Regions from separate parts of the Mus musculus genome. Here region 2 is linked to region 1. Evidence: chromatin contacts called from public HiChIP or PLAC-seq data. All regions are on one chromosome and are shown on one strand. The core of a region is the stretch at or near the end of the contact, and the rest is flanking DNA. Distances in the headings are between cores, read along the strand shown.

Region 1 (6,871 bases), core at 2,294-4,793:
AGTGTATGCATTCTAAAAGAGCTGTAGACGTGTGATTGCCCTAGAGCTTCCCTGGTGACCTGTACTTAAAACCCAGTCCCTCTTGAGAAAGGGTAAGGGGCTTGATGGGTTAGAACTCTCCCTGATTCCTAAATCTTATAGGTCAGCCAAGGAGCAACTGGAGAGCAATCTATTTGAGGCCCAACAGCAAAATTCTGTGATACAGGTCACCAAGGGGCAGCTGGAGGTCCAGATTCAAACTATTATCCAAGCCAAGGAAGTAATTCAAGGTGAGAGCCCAGCTGGAATGGGGCACACTGCATTCCAAAGAGATAGTAACAGCCAAGAAAGCAGTGAGAGCTTTCTTCTGCCAGACTCGGGCTCTGAGAGGAAGTTGCTCCTGAGGCGGGTGGGCAGGGAGAAAGAGCAGGGCAGAGGCTCAGAGGCGATCTTACCTGATGTCATAGGGGAAGTGAAATGCCTGAAGCTGGAACTGGATGCTGAGAGGACCCGGGCAGAGCAGGAGTGGGATGCAGTAGCCAGGCAGCTAGCCCAAGCTGAGCAGGAGGGGCAAGCATCTCTGGAGCGACAGAAGGTGGCCCACGAGGAGGAGGTGAACAGGCTGCAAGAGAAATGGGTAGGTGGTGGATGTGATTGGGACATAGGGGAGGCAGACATGGCCTCCCTTCAGTGAGCCTGCCGCCTGCTGCCTCTTGGTCCAGATAATGCTTAGAAGAATGAAATATGGGGGGGAGGGTATGGGGGACTTTTGGGATAGCATTGGAAATGTAAATGAGGAAAATACCTAGTAAAAAATAAAAATAAAAAACAAAAACAAAACAAACTAAAAAACACTGACTGCTCTTCCAAAGGTGACCTTCCAAAGGTCCTGAGTTCAAATCCCAGCAACCACATGGTGGCTCACAACCACCCATAATGAGATCTGACACCCTCTTCTGAAGACAGCAACAGTGTGTACTTAGATATAATAATAAAATAAATCTTTAAAAAACTATGAATAATTTTTACTGATATATCTTAACTTCTTTTCATTCTATAATTGGTAACTATGCATCTAGATGCCTTAATGGGGAAATCTGAGAGTGTATGCCTTTAATGCATCTACTCATATTAAAACAGGTAAATAGACCTTTAGAAAACATTAATTATGAATATATTTTAAAAGGTTGACAGAAATAAAACAGTATTTATGTATAAGCATTTTAAATTAAAATATATAACTATGCCCCAAAAAAGAAGAAGAATGAAATGTGACTACCAAGATATAAAATCCAGTGTGTGTGTGTGTGTGTGTGTGTGTGTGTGTGTGTGTGTGTGTGTGTTTTGTTTGCTGCCTTGCCTGCTTGCTTGCTTGATGTGTATGAAGAATTAAGTATGGAGCCTAGGAGCAGACCTGGCAGAGCACAGTTATAATCTCAGCATCCAGGAGGCAGGAGCCTTGTGAGTTCAAGGCTACCTGTGTTACAAAGGAATACCCTTTTTCCAAAAGTTAGGAGGCTAGTGTATGTAGTATCACATGCCTTTTAATCCCAGCATTCGAGAGGCAGAGTCAGGCAGGTCTCTGTGAGTTTGAGGCCAGCTTAGTCTATAGAGATAGTTCCAGGACAGCCAGGACTAGAACTGTCTGGGGGGAAAAAAAGAATTGTTTCTTCTGCCGTCTAATTACTTAATTAAATTTCTTGTTCTTGTTTTTATTTTATACTCATGTAGATTTATTTTTATGCCTTTTGGGGCATGAGGAACTATAGTAGCTACACTCCTAAGTATGGTGCTTATGTGGCCCAGTGCTTCCTACCTCGTGTCACTCTGACTAAGGCAGATGCAGGCACCAGAGAGGACAGAGCACATATCATCTAACACTTCTCAGCTGGACGGAGTAGCAGTACACGCTTTTAATTCTAGCACTTCGTAAGCTGAGGCAGGTGGATGTCTGTGAGTTCAGTGCCAACCTGATCTACTTAATGAGTTCCAGGATTTCATAGTGAGACCCTCTCTAAACCTTTATTTAATTAAAAACAGTTACAAGGGAGTAGTCTGTCTGAGGGTGTGGGAAGGGGAAGAGAGAAGGGACCACCATGGCCCAAGTGTGACCATGATAGTCACTCCTTTCAGGAAATCTGAGGCCATTAGCTGATCAGTCAGCAGGGTTATAATCTTTTACTTTGGGCTTTCAGGAGGTATCATGACTGAATTTTAGTTGAGGAAATGCCTTGTGGACACTACTCAACTATTTGAAAATACCTGCTGTCATACCCACATAATTCCAAAAATGAGCAAATTTTTGGCTGCTTTCTTGTCAGCAAACTCACTGTAAAACATGATCAAGGGGCTAGAGAGATCCATGGTTAGAGAGTCTGCTCTTCAGAGGACCTGAGTTGGTCCCTAGTAACCACCTCAGGTGATTCCCAGTTGCCTCTAAAGCCTTCCTCTGGCCTCTGTGCCCATACATACATATATGCCACACATATACACATAAATAAAAATAAATATTCAAAAACAAAATAATCAAAAGTCTTAAGTTGATTCTCTCCCTCCAGTGTGGGTTCTGGAGCTGGGCCTCAGGTCTGCAAACTGACATAGCAGCTGCTTCTACTTTCTGCACCGTCTCACTGCCCAGGACGTGGCACTTTCAATAGCAAAATATTCTGCTCATAGCTAACCAGCACTGATAGACTATTTCTTCCTGTTTTGACATCACAAATTTAGCTCTCTGGTGGCCATACATTTAGACAGAGCGAACAACTTAATTTTGTTATTTTTATAGTTGGCTTTTTGACCCTGAAGGTTTGGTGTTTATGATGGTTGTGCAGTTGACATTATTTTATTTTATTTTTTGGTTTTGTTTTTTTGAGACAAGGTTTCTCTGTGTAGCCCTGGCTGTCCTAGAACTTACTCTTTAGACCAAGCTGGCCTCAAACTCAGATCCACCTTGCCTCTGCCTCCCAAGTACTAGGATTAAAGGAGTGCACCACCACTTCCAGTTTATATATTATTTTTTAAAAATAATCTTTTAAAAAAATATTAAATGACCTTTAAATTTTAGTGAGACAGGGATTTAAACTTCCCTGAGAAATGAGTCACCAGGCTTAAAGCAGTGCCCATGTCACAGTGAGACAGTGAAGAGATTCTAAGTCCAGACAAGCTCCCCGTCTCCTCTCTCACTCACTGGCTTTAACAGTATGGGTTCCTTTACATGATCAGGAGAAAGAGCGCTCCTGGCTGCAGCAGGAGCTGGATAAGACCCTGGAAACCCTCGAGAGGGAGAGAGCAGAGCTGGAGACAAAGCTGAGAGAGCAGCAGACAGAAATGGAAGCCATCCGTGCACAGAGGGAAGAGGAACGAAGCCAGGCTGACAGCGCCCTGTATCAAGTAAGCATCCTCGAGCTTTATATCCTCATGATGTTTGCATGCCCGGTCTCTTCCCCTCTTACTTTTCCATTCCTAAGAACAGGGCTCAGGAGGGGCTTCCTGAAGAGTGTAGCTACTGCCCTGCTGCCTGTGAGGAGACTAACATGCAGTTAGCTGCAAGCAGGCAGTGTGTCATACTTCCCGAGGGAGGGCCAGCATTGACCACATCCTGTCAGCTTATGAGCCGGTGGCAGTCTTTGCACTTCCTGGTTCTAAGTTAATGGTCCGAGACTTTCCCTTGCCCTCAGCCCCTCATCCTGTTGTTGGAAGACCTTGGAGCAGATGAGATGTGCTTATGGCCTCCTGGGTGAACATGATAATCCAGAGCCATGAAGCCCTTGCCCTTCCTGCCCTTCCCCAGATGCAGCTAGAAACAGAGAAGGAGAGAGTATCCCTCCTGGAGACACTGCTGAGGACCCAGAAGGAGCTGGCAGATGCTAGTCAACAGCTGGAAAGGCTGAGACAGGACATGAAGATTCAGAAGTTAAAGGAACAGGTATGGCGATGGCCCTGTGCCTGATCCTTCTGCTTCTACCACCTAGTGTGGACCATAACACCTCATTTAAAGTATTGTTAGGGATTGAACTGTGGGGCTTCAGTGCTAGAAGGAGGCAGTTTTTAATTACCTTTAAATTACATCTGTTTGTTTATTCTGTGTGCATGTGCATGCATGTACATATGGCATGACATGCCTATGGAATTCCCATGGTAGAGTTGGCTCTTTCCTTCTGCCAGCTGGGACCCTGGATTGACTTCGGGTCATCACACTTGGCAGCAGAACCTTCCCAGCTAAGGGTAGTTTTGAAGGACATGTTAGGCACAGGATTCCATTGTCAGAGGGCCCTGAAACAGACAGACAGAGGCTTAGGAAATATGGGGTAAAAGGAGGTACATGGCTCTAGTGTGATAAACTTGGGGTCAGTACAGAAGAGAGGAGAGAAGGAAAGGACCCCTCCTTAGCCATGGGAGCTTGGGGTTTGTTTAGAGGCCAGTGGAAAACTGGTGACTGATATTTTAAGTGTAAGAGAGATGCATGATTTTTTTATATTTATTTATTTTATGTATATGAGTACACTGTAGCTGTCTTCAGACACACCAGAAAATGGCATTGGATCCCATAACAGATGGTTGTGACCCACCATGGGGTTGCTGGAAATTGAACTCTGGACCTCTGGAAGAGCAGACAGTGCTCTTAACCTCTGAGCCATCTCTCCAGTCCCAGATTTATTTATTTTTATGTTATGTGTATGAATGTCTTGCCTGCATGTATGTATATATACCATGTTCAGGCCTGGTACCTGCAGAGGCCAGAAGATGTCAGAGCCCCTGGAACTGGAGTTAGTGAAGTTTTGAGTCACCATATGGTTTCTGGGAACTGAACCTGGGTATTCTGCAAGAGCAAAGAGCAGCCAGTGCTCTTAACCACCAACCATTTCCCTAGCCCCTCATGCATGATTTTATATATTCTTGTTTACGTTTTTTTTAAATTATTGTTATCTTTTGGTGGTTCTGGGGATCAAACCTGGATATGTTAGGCAAATGTTCAACTACTAAATTACAAAATTACTACATTTTTATTATTAACTTAATTAATTAAATAATTTTTGAGGCAGAGTTTCTCTGTTATGTAGCTTCTACATGTCTCTGCTACCCTAGAGCTAGGATTATAGGCATATGTCACCATGCCTGACCAGGATATCTTTTTAATGCTGTACTAGACCAGGTGGAAATGTGTGTGTGTGTGTGTGTGTGTGCAATTAAGTGGAAATAAGGATCTGCTTAGGAGGCTGCTAATGAGTCTGCTAGGGACAGTTACCAGCTCTTGGGCTTGCCCAGAAAAGTTGGCTGAACCCATGCAGGCATAGGAGGGGAAATGAGGTCTGAGAATAGAGGGAGAAAGTATGCATTGCTACTTCCTGCCTCAGTTTCTGCCAACTCAATAGAAACAAACAGACCAATTATTTATATAGTAAGGATTTCAGGAGCTAGCTCCCATGGGAGCTTTTCTGTACTCCCCGATTGCTTTCTATAGGAGACCACTGGCATGCTGCAGGCCCAGCTTCAGGAAACACAGCAGGAGCTGAAGGAGGCAGCCCAGCAGCACAGGGACGACCTTGCTGCCTTCCAGAAGGACAAGCTGGACCTGCAGAAGCAGGTACCTTTTTTTCTACTTGCCCCACAGCCCTTCCTTCCTACTCCCTTCTACAGACAGTGGAATCTGGGTCCTGCTTCTTGACCTCGGGAGAACAGAGATAGGCCACCGAACTAAATGCAGAGTTGAAGGGTGTTCAGAGCTGAGCATGTACCTTTGAGAGTTCTGGGATTGTATTACTAGCCCTCTTTATCCACAAATTCTGCCAATGGCCAGTTGAAAACATTGGGAAGGCTTTTTAGTGTAAATGTATAGACTTTTTTTTGTTCTCTAAAATATAACAACCGTTTACATAGCATTCACATTTCATTAGGTACTGTTTACATCATATTAGGTTTGGTAAGTAACTTGGAGATGGTTTAAAATGCATAAGAGAATGTGACTAGGTTATATTCAATTACTGTATGTTTAATCTCAGCATTTAAGAGGTGGACTGTTGAGATTGAAGTCAGTTGGAGCTGCAGAGTGGGATTCTGTCTCTAAAACAAGAGCCGGTTAGGAAGATGGCTGCACTGATAAAGTACCTGCTACACAGCGTTAGGGTCCGAGTTGAGATTCTCAGCCCCCTCATGAAGATCTGGGTGTGAAGGCAGGTGCTGACCCTAGCGCTGAAGAGGCAGAGGCAGGAGGATCTCTGGAGCTCACTGGTCGGCTGATCCTGCTGAAAGTAAATTCCAGGTTTAAGGAGAAAGAGAGACCCTGCCTCAAAAAAAAAAAAAAAGGAAAAAAAAAGGCTAGAGAATGATAGAGGACACATATTAACCTCTGACCTACCTGTGCACACACATTTGCACTTACACACACACACATTTTGATTGTGATTTCCAGTGGAGATGTGTTACAGGACACTGCAACCACTGCTTTCCACTTGTCTGGAATGACCCTAAGCTGACTTTTCTAAAGCAAGCCAGTTTGGGTTGTTTTTCCTGTCCTCGCTGAAATCTTATGTCCATATTTACCAGATGGCTTTTCCTTCTCATAAGCCTATAACAGAGGATGTTCTAAGGTTTGTTTGTTTGTTTGTTTTTTCCTGGAACTCACTCTGTAGACCAGGCTGTCCTCGAACTCAGAAATCCACCTGCCTCTGCCTCCCAAGTGCTGGGATTAAAGGCATGCACCACCACCACCGCCTGGCTCGAAGTTTTTATTTTATTTTATTTTATTTTATTTTACTTTTTTGGTATGTGTGTGTATAGTCACTGTGGTCTTGCCCATCACTTTGCCTTTTGGAATAGTTGTATCCCAGCAAGGTTTTTATTCATGTCTGCATTTATGTAAGATTTCTCATGCTATGAAGACAAACAGGATGAT
Region 2 (6,871 bases), core at 1,152-3,651, 140 kb before region 1:
TAAAGCTCTGTTTGTTAGAGAATTGGAGAAGGCAGGAGTCAGAAGCAGACCCCAGTTTTTAGGCTGGTTTCCTATATTCCTCATTGGCACCAGCTTCACTCTGGCCTAGAGGAGCCTGCCTCTCTGAGGCTCCATACAAGGAAGAAAGCTGCAATCCAGGCCCAGGGATTCTCATGTCTTTTGTCAAGCCTTGCTTTTGAAGCTGCAGAGGTCTGGTGTGACAGCTTTGTTCACAACGTCCTGTTGTCTGTGCTAAGTGAAGCCAGTCAGCTGAGAGCTGAGATTTGTACCTCCAATATACAGGGTATTTCTCATGCCCCCAGCTGTCCCTTCTTCCCATTGTGTGTGTCTACTGTGAGTCTTCTGTCCTGTGAAGTGGCCTGGGAGGGATGGAGACCACCACTGTAGCTTGGAGCCAAAAGGAAGTGGGTTCGAATGCATAATCCTCCACTTCCTAGAAGTAGAGTCTTGGGCTTAGCTAGAGAGCCTCAGCTTCCTAGTCTGCTACATAGGTGCATCCCATAGTTACAAGGGATAAAGCTGCTAGGCACACAACAGAAGCTAAACTCTTTCCCCTTCCCTGCTGCCTCCTTGGTGGCTCAGCCCAGGAGCCCGACTCTTAGCCCAGGGGCACAAAGGTCTAATTGGTGGTGAGCAGGCAGGGCACTGGGGATGCTCTCCTATGCAGCACAGGTCTGGCCAGTGAGGGAGGAGCCAGCAGGAAAGATCAAAGGGGGACAAGGATGACAACGGCAACAAACTCGCTAATTACCCCACTCTCGATGCCAATCAAACTCAGTCCTCCTGTGCCTAGGGCACAGGCGAGCTTGCTAGCACGGCCTTGGCGGCGCTGGTGGGATCTCAGGTGGGACTACCCCTTCCTAATGTCCCCAGACTCAGCAGCGACCACTCTTCAGTCCTCCTTCATGACAAAATAAAGACATAGCCCATGCCAAAATCCACCTACCAGTGCCCTCCGCCCTGCTTCAGACCCGGCTGCTGATGCTGCACAGGGCTTGCTGTGCAGCTGGGGTTAAGCTGAGCTGTGCCCCGGGTTAGACCCAGACAACCTCTCTGGGCAAGTTCCTTCTAGACCCTCTCTGTCTTTGGCGTCTTCCTTCGTTAGTCAAGGTGGGCTGTTCATATGTTCACCATGGTTGCGTTCTTAGTCTGGGGTGGGGAGGGAGGAGTCACAGAACTTTCTGAGGGCCAGAGAGTTAGTTCAGTGGTTAAGAACAGCACCGGTTTCTCTTCTAGAGGACTTAGGTTCGATTCCCAGCACGCAGGGCAGCTCAACAACTGTCTGTCACTCTAGTTCCAGGAGATTAGATGCTCTCCTCTGGCCTCCACTGACACCGGGCATGCACACCGTGCACACACACACACACACACACACACACACACACGCAAGGCATGCAAAACACTCATCAACATGAAATAAAAATAAATCTTAAATTTTTTTTGATACTCTGAAGTCTACAGACTCCCTCCCAAGAAAGATAACGTAAGGATCCTTTTCAGTAACGCAACATGCACTTCTGGGGTGAAGTTCCAGAGCCCTGAGCTATGCTCTATAAGTTAAGGCTCATGAATGCCAAGGGTACCAAGAAAAATAAAACACCTGCCCAACCTCTACCCACTGGGAATCTAACAGAGGGCAGAGACTCTAGTTCCAATTCTCCATTTACGCTTCTGTGTGGCTCAAACTGGTCTCCCACCCCCCAACCCCACCTCCTGGGAGCCCACATCTGTGCCCACAGCTATGAAATGTATGAAGAGGTGAGGCTCTTACCGTTTGGGCCTGGCTGAAGAGGAATCGCAGCAGGTCCTTGATGCTCTTGCCCTTGTCTCTTTGAAAATGAACCACCGCCTGAGTGGGACTGAAACCTGTGGCCTGGGGCACTTCAGGCCAGCCCAGGTCCAGGTCTGGGGGATCTAAGTCAGAAGCCATAGGGAAGTAGGTGCCTGAGGTAACTTCAGAGAGCATGCTGAGGTCTTGGCCTAAGGTCTCTGACCCCTGGGCCTCGCTGAGCTCAGGAACCCCACGCACATGGCTGATCATGTAGTCCACGTCCAGGGCACTCAGGAAGGGCAGCTCCCGCTCTTCGGAGATGACCTGAAGGTAGGCAGCCTCTCCCCGTTCCAGGAGGGCATCTGCCGCCAGTCTTGCAGCCTCGCTGTGCTGGAGCACCAGGGGTGAGCTCTCCCTCCACCAGGGCCGCTTCAGCTCCTCCACCCGGCTCCGCAGGGGTCCTGCCATGCCCTGGGTCCCAGCGGGTGCTATTCGGCTAAATGTGCGTATCCACCTAGAGCCCAACCCACCCGAGGCTCCATGGTTTGCATCTGGGTTGGCTGCTATAAGGAAGAAGATACTGGCGCCAGCTTGGCAGCCCTGCATGTGCAACAGGGCCCCCAAACTGTTGCCACCCTAAGTCTGAACCAAGCTCCTCCCCCATTGCCCCTGGCCTTGGGAACCTGTCGGGTCAGTCCCACCCAGTCTGTCTATTGTCGGGACACGCCTGCTCGGGGAAGTGGCAGTGCCAGGCCCTTCGTGTGTGCTGCTGGCTCTTTCCCAGTCTTCCCTGTATTCCCTGACCTTCAGCAACCTGCAGAGATTAGGTCTCACACACACACACACACACACACCCACACCACACCACACCCTGGATGTTGAGGGGTAGGGGATGTTCAGAGTCACACACATCCATACATCCCTACCCATGTGGTGGCTCACAACCATCTGTAACTCCCAGATCCAGGAGCACTAATGCCCTCTTGGGAGCTCTGTGGGAACCAGGCATGTACGGGGCACACATACATATACGTATGTTGGCAAAACACACTTAAAAAAAAAAAGGACCGAGTCTCATATAGCCCAGGCTAACCTTGATGTCACAAGGAAGCCAAGGATGACCTTAGAGTTCTGGTCCTCCTGCCTCCACCTCCCCAGTGATTACAGCATGCACCTCCATGCCCAGTTTCTGCGGTGCTGAGAGTCTAACGCACAGGGCTTTGTTAGATGAGCACTATCCACTGAGACACAGCAGCAGCCATGCTTAGAACTGACTTTGCAGTCAGTGCTGTAAGGACTGTGTCTGTGCGTGGAGTGGTGGGCTAGGGCAGACGGCTGCACCTCCAGAACAGCTCTGGGGATACCCTCAGCCTGATAGGAGCCAAGCTCCCCTCCACTGGGGCAGACAGCAGACGGATACACAGCAAGGTCGGGATGAAAACAGAGCAGGTGTCTGCCTCAGGACGTGTGGGTCTGTCCTCTCAGAATGGGGAAGCAGTTTTGCTCCAAAGAAGGGGTCATCAGTGGGCAATTGCACATGGTGGCAGAATGGGGGACAGGGGAACTAGACTAGTTATCACCTTCCTGCAGAGGGGTAAGATCTAATGAGGGTGTTCAGAAATCAGGAGACCCTAAAGCTTTATGTTACAGATGACTGAATTTAGTTTATTTGGGGTCTAAAACACAGGCTTTTCTGAAAGAGATTTCAGGGTGGAGATGGGTGGATGGAAAGGGTAAGTAGGAGATGGGACAGAGGCGTGAGGGGCCCAGAGAATAGGGAGCCATTGACTAAGGCCTCAAATGATTCCATTTCATCGCAGGCGTGGCAGCAGAAACTTAAGCACCAGGTCCTCTAAGGGGCCCTTCCCTGGGGGGAGTTGGGGGTGGTGTTTGATAGGCTACTAAAGTGGTAAGAAGCTAGGTAAACAAAGTCAGACGTGGGAGGGAGATGAGCTGTGGGGACAGCAAGAGTAACAGAGCCCTCATTAGCACTTTATCTCTAGATTTGTGTGAGGGGAGAATCAGGGCTCCCAGAGGCAGGCAGGCTCCTGAGCTGTTGAGCCTACTGGGTTTACCCTGGCAACGTATTTTTAGTGCTGTATCTTGTTTATTACCTCTTAAATGTATTTGTTTGTTTACTCTGTGTGTGTGTATGTGTGTGTGTGTGTGCATGCATGTGTGCTCCGTAGACCATGTGTGGAGGCCAGAGGAGGATAGCTTTGTCTCTACTCTGTGGATCCTGGGGTTACACTCAGGTCACCAGGTTTGGTGGCAGACACCTTTGCCTGCTGAGCCACCTCACTGGCCCTGGCCCCTTGTTTAACACTTTTTTTTTTTTTTTTTTGATTAGTTGGCTTTGGTTTTCATTTTCTGAGACAGGGTTTCTCTGGGTAGCCCTGGCTGTCCTGGAACTTGCTCTGTAGACCAGGTAGGCCTTCGAACTTACAGAGATCCACCCGCCTCTGCCTCCTAAGTACTGGGATCAAAGGTGTGTACCACCATCACCCAGGTGTCTACTACTTCTAACTATGGTAAAAATGCACACGGAATTTACCACTTCTGTCAGTGGATTTCAGTGGCATTAAGTATACCCACCACTACATCCATCTCAGACCTCAACGTCTTGCAAACCTAAGACTCTGTCCACAAAGCACTTTGCATTTCTCCCTCTCCATAGAGTCTGCTCGATTTTGGTTCTTATAAACTGCCTCGGGGACCTCTTTTAGGGGAAGCACTGCGGTGCTTTTGTCTTTGTGTGAACAGCTTCTTTTCACTTAGCACAATGCCTTCGTTCCACCCCCAAGGTAGCCTGCCTGCTGGTTATCTCATTGTGTGTGTATCCAATGTGAACATCTGTTCACTCACTAATAGATAACTTGTTTGTTTATATGTTTGGTTTTTTATAATTGCATCATTTAAACAGCACGAGAATAGAAACTTTGCTAAGTGTTATTCATTATATTTTGATTTTTTTTTTTTTTGAGACAGGATTTCTCTGTGTAGCCCTGGCTGTCCTGGAACTCACTTTGTAGACCAGGCTGGCCTTGAACTCAGAAATCCTCCTGCCTCTGCCTCCTGAGTGCTGGGAGACAGGCTGGCCTCAAACTTACGAAATATCAGAAGATCAGCTTCTATTCCTGCTTCTTCTTCCTCTGTTCCCCAAGTGCTGCCGTTGCAGGCATGCATCACAATGCCTGGCTAGAGTCTATCTTTGTAAGAGTAGAGAAAAACTAAATGCAGGTAAATGAAGTATGCAGAACCATACCTGGGCATGACTCTGTGTGCACACTGTAATGTCCGTGGGCTTGTGTGTGCACTGAACTATCTGCCTGAGTGCTGCATGCTGCCATGTGTACCTACTTTGCATGTCTGTGTGAAGATCCATTTGGCTACTGAGTATTTAGGCAGGTGGGGTAGCTCTTGACTCCAGTTTTGGATTATGTGGAGTTCTGTTGTTGTTGTTGTTGCAGTTTCTTCTTCTTCTTTTTCTTTTCTTCTTCTTCTTCTTCTTCTTCTTCTTCTTCTTCTTCTTCTTCTTCTTTTCTTCTTCTTTTCTTCTTCTTCTTCTTCTTCTTCTTCTTCTTCTTCTTCCTCTTCCTCTTCCTCTTCCTCTTCCTCTTCCTCTTCTTCCTCTTCCTCTTCCTCTTCCTTCTGCTCCTGCTCCTCCTCCTCCTTCTTTTTCTTTCTCTCTCTCCCTCCCTTTCTCTCCTCTCTCTCTGTAGCTTAGTGCAAAGGAGCAGGGTGAGAAGGTGAAAGGAAAAAGGTTCCAGGTATCCCTGTAGTCCCAGTAATAATAGGATGTGGATCAAACCTAGGTTCCCCAGGTTGTAAGACAGGTCCTCCTCCCTTTGGACTGAGTGGGTAAAGGGCAATGAGAGGGTAAACAGGTGGATATTGGCCTTGGGGCTGGGCCTTGAGGTGCTGGCCTAGGGTTATGGGAGCCACTTGACAGACCAAAGCTCAGCCCGTGGCTGCACTGTGTGTGGCACAGGCCCCTTAATGACTGTTATTAGGGGGAAGGAAAATGTTTTTCTGTCCAGGGGGAGTGTCCGGCGCCTTCCTGGCAATGCTTGGACTTCCTGGGGGCCACTTAGTCTTGTCTATCAGCTATCTCAAGTGGAGTGGCGCCTGGGTAGGTGCCTGTCATGTAGGGATGGGACAGAGGCTGGCTGTAGTATTCCAATCTCAGGCTATTAGTACTGTCACACACCATCAGCGTGGTCCTTCTGGGTCAGGAGAGACAAGATTCTGAAGGAGGGGTGGTGGAGAGCTAGAGAGGCAAGGGGGACAGTGGGGAAGGGTCCTGGAGGCTGGGTGGAGCTGCTTAGTGAGGATGGGGAGGACTCAGCCAGGTGTAGTATAGTGCGCACTCAGGATGTTGAGTCAGGAGACTGAAATTAAGGCCAGCTGGGCTACATAGAAAAGTCTCCTTTCAAAAAGCATGTATACACACATATACGCTGGGTGTGGTGGCACACACCTTTAGTCCCAGTACTTGGGAGGCAGAGGCAGAGGCAGGAAGATATCTGTGAGTTCGAGGCCTACATAGTGAGACTATCTCAAAAACAAATAAATCTGCACTCAGCTGATGCAGATTGGCAAATAAGCCATTCCGGGCTGGAGGAAGAAGGCCAGGATGCTCCGGAAGGAAGGTGGGGTCCAAGGAGCCTAGCAAGTGACTGCAGGGAAATCTCCAGAGCTGCACCAGGAAGAATCCTGTGGGCCTCGCAGAGGAAGTTGGGAAGATTCCAGAGCCAAATCCAAGGATGCTCAGGACACCCAGTGTTTAAGAGTGGCCCGAAACAGACCAGTCAAGTGTGATTCATTCACAGAGTGCCACATGGGTCTTTAGAAGGTCACCAGCTTCCCAATTGTCCCATCCTGTAACTCCCAGGGGCTGAGACCCGGGGCTAGACTACCAGGGACCATGGTTGTGCCAAGTGAACTGAGTCAGAGCCACTGGTTGGAGCAATGTCTCTACCTCTTAATAGGTTAGGTCACCTTCTGAGTCACAGGGACTTACTCTGTAAAATGAGGCCAGTGGAAGGCTGTAAGGAGTAAGTCCACGGCCACTGTCTG

The links. HiChIP or PLAC-seq counts read pairs in DNA pulled down with a chosen protein or histone mark.
Region 2: a contact with region 1 is called in an H3K27ac HiChIP or PLAC-seq map of double positive thymocytes, with 5 read pairs. The contact joins the promoter of Fam83c here to the enhancer-like site in region 1. A contact is called at or near these places in 10 of 39 promoter capture datasets (3T3-L1-derived adipocytes, embryonic stem cells, hematopoietic stem and progenitor cells and 6 more), 1 of 484 Hi-C or Micro-C datasets (bone marrow-derived macrophages), 9 of 115 datasets of contacts at active chromatin or transcription factors (the 230-238 cell line, bone marrow-derived macrophages, double positive thymocytes and 3 more) and 4 of 9 other capture datasets (adipose tissue, embryonic stem cells, liver and 1 more).

What each region holds. Positions count from the first base shown.
Region 1 is chr2:155,975,943-155,982,813 of GRCm38.p6, forward strand. It overlaps Cep250 (centrosomal protein 250), which reads left to right. Exons shown (of 33, transcript NM_001130000.1): 17 at 142-269; 18 at 447-616; 19 at 3,202-3,369; 20 at 3,770-3,904; 21 at 5,441-5,563. Among named protein-coding and RNA genes, the nearest start is that of Cep250, 23 kb to the left of the region's middle. Within about 2 kb of position 3,544, at least 188 of the 459 cell types and tissues checked have an H3K27ac peak or open chromatin away from gene starts, as enhancers often do. A contact at or near this core is called in the 230-238 cell line, adipose tissue, bone marrow-derived macrophages and 5 more, where this site is marked.
Region 2 is chr2:155,832,451-155,839,321 of GRCm38.p6, forward strand. It overlaps Fam83c (family with sequence similarity 83, member C), which reads right to left and starts at 2,402. Exons shown (of 4, transcript NM_027788.3): 1 at 1,793-2,402. The coding sequence starts at 2,260.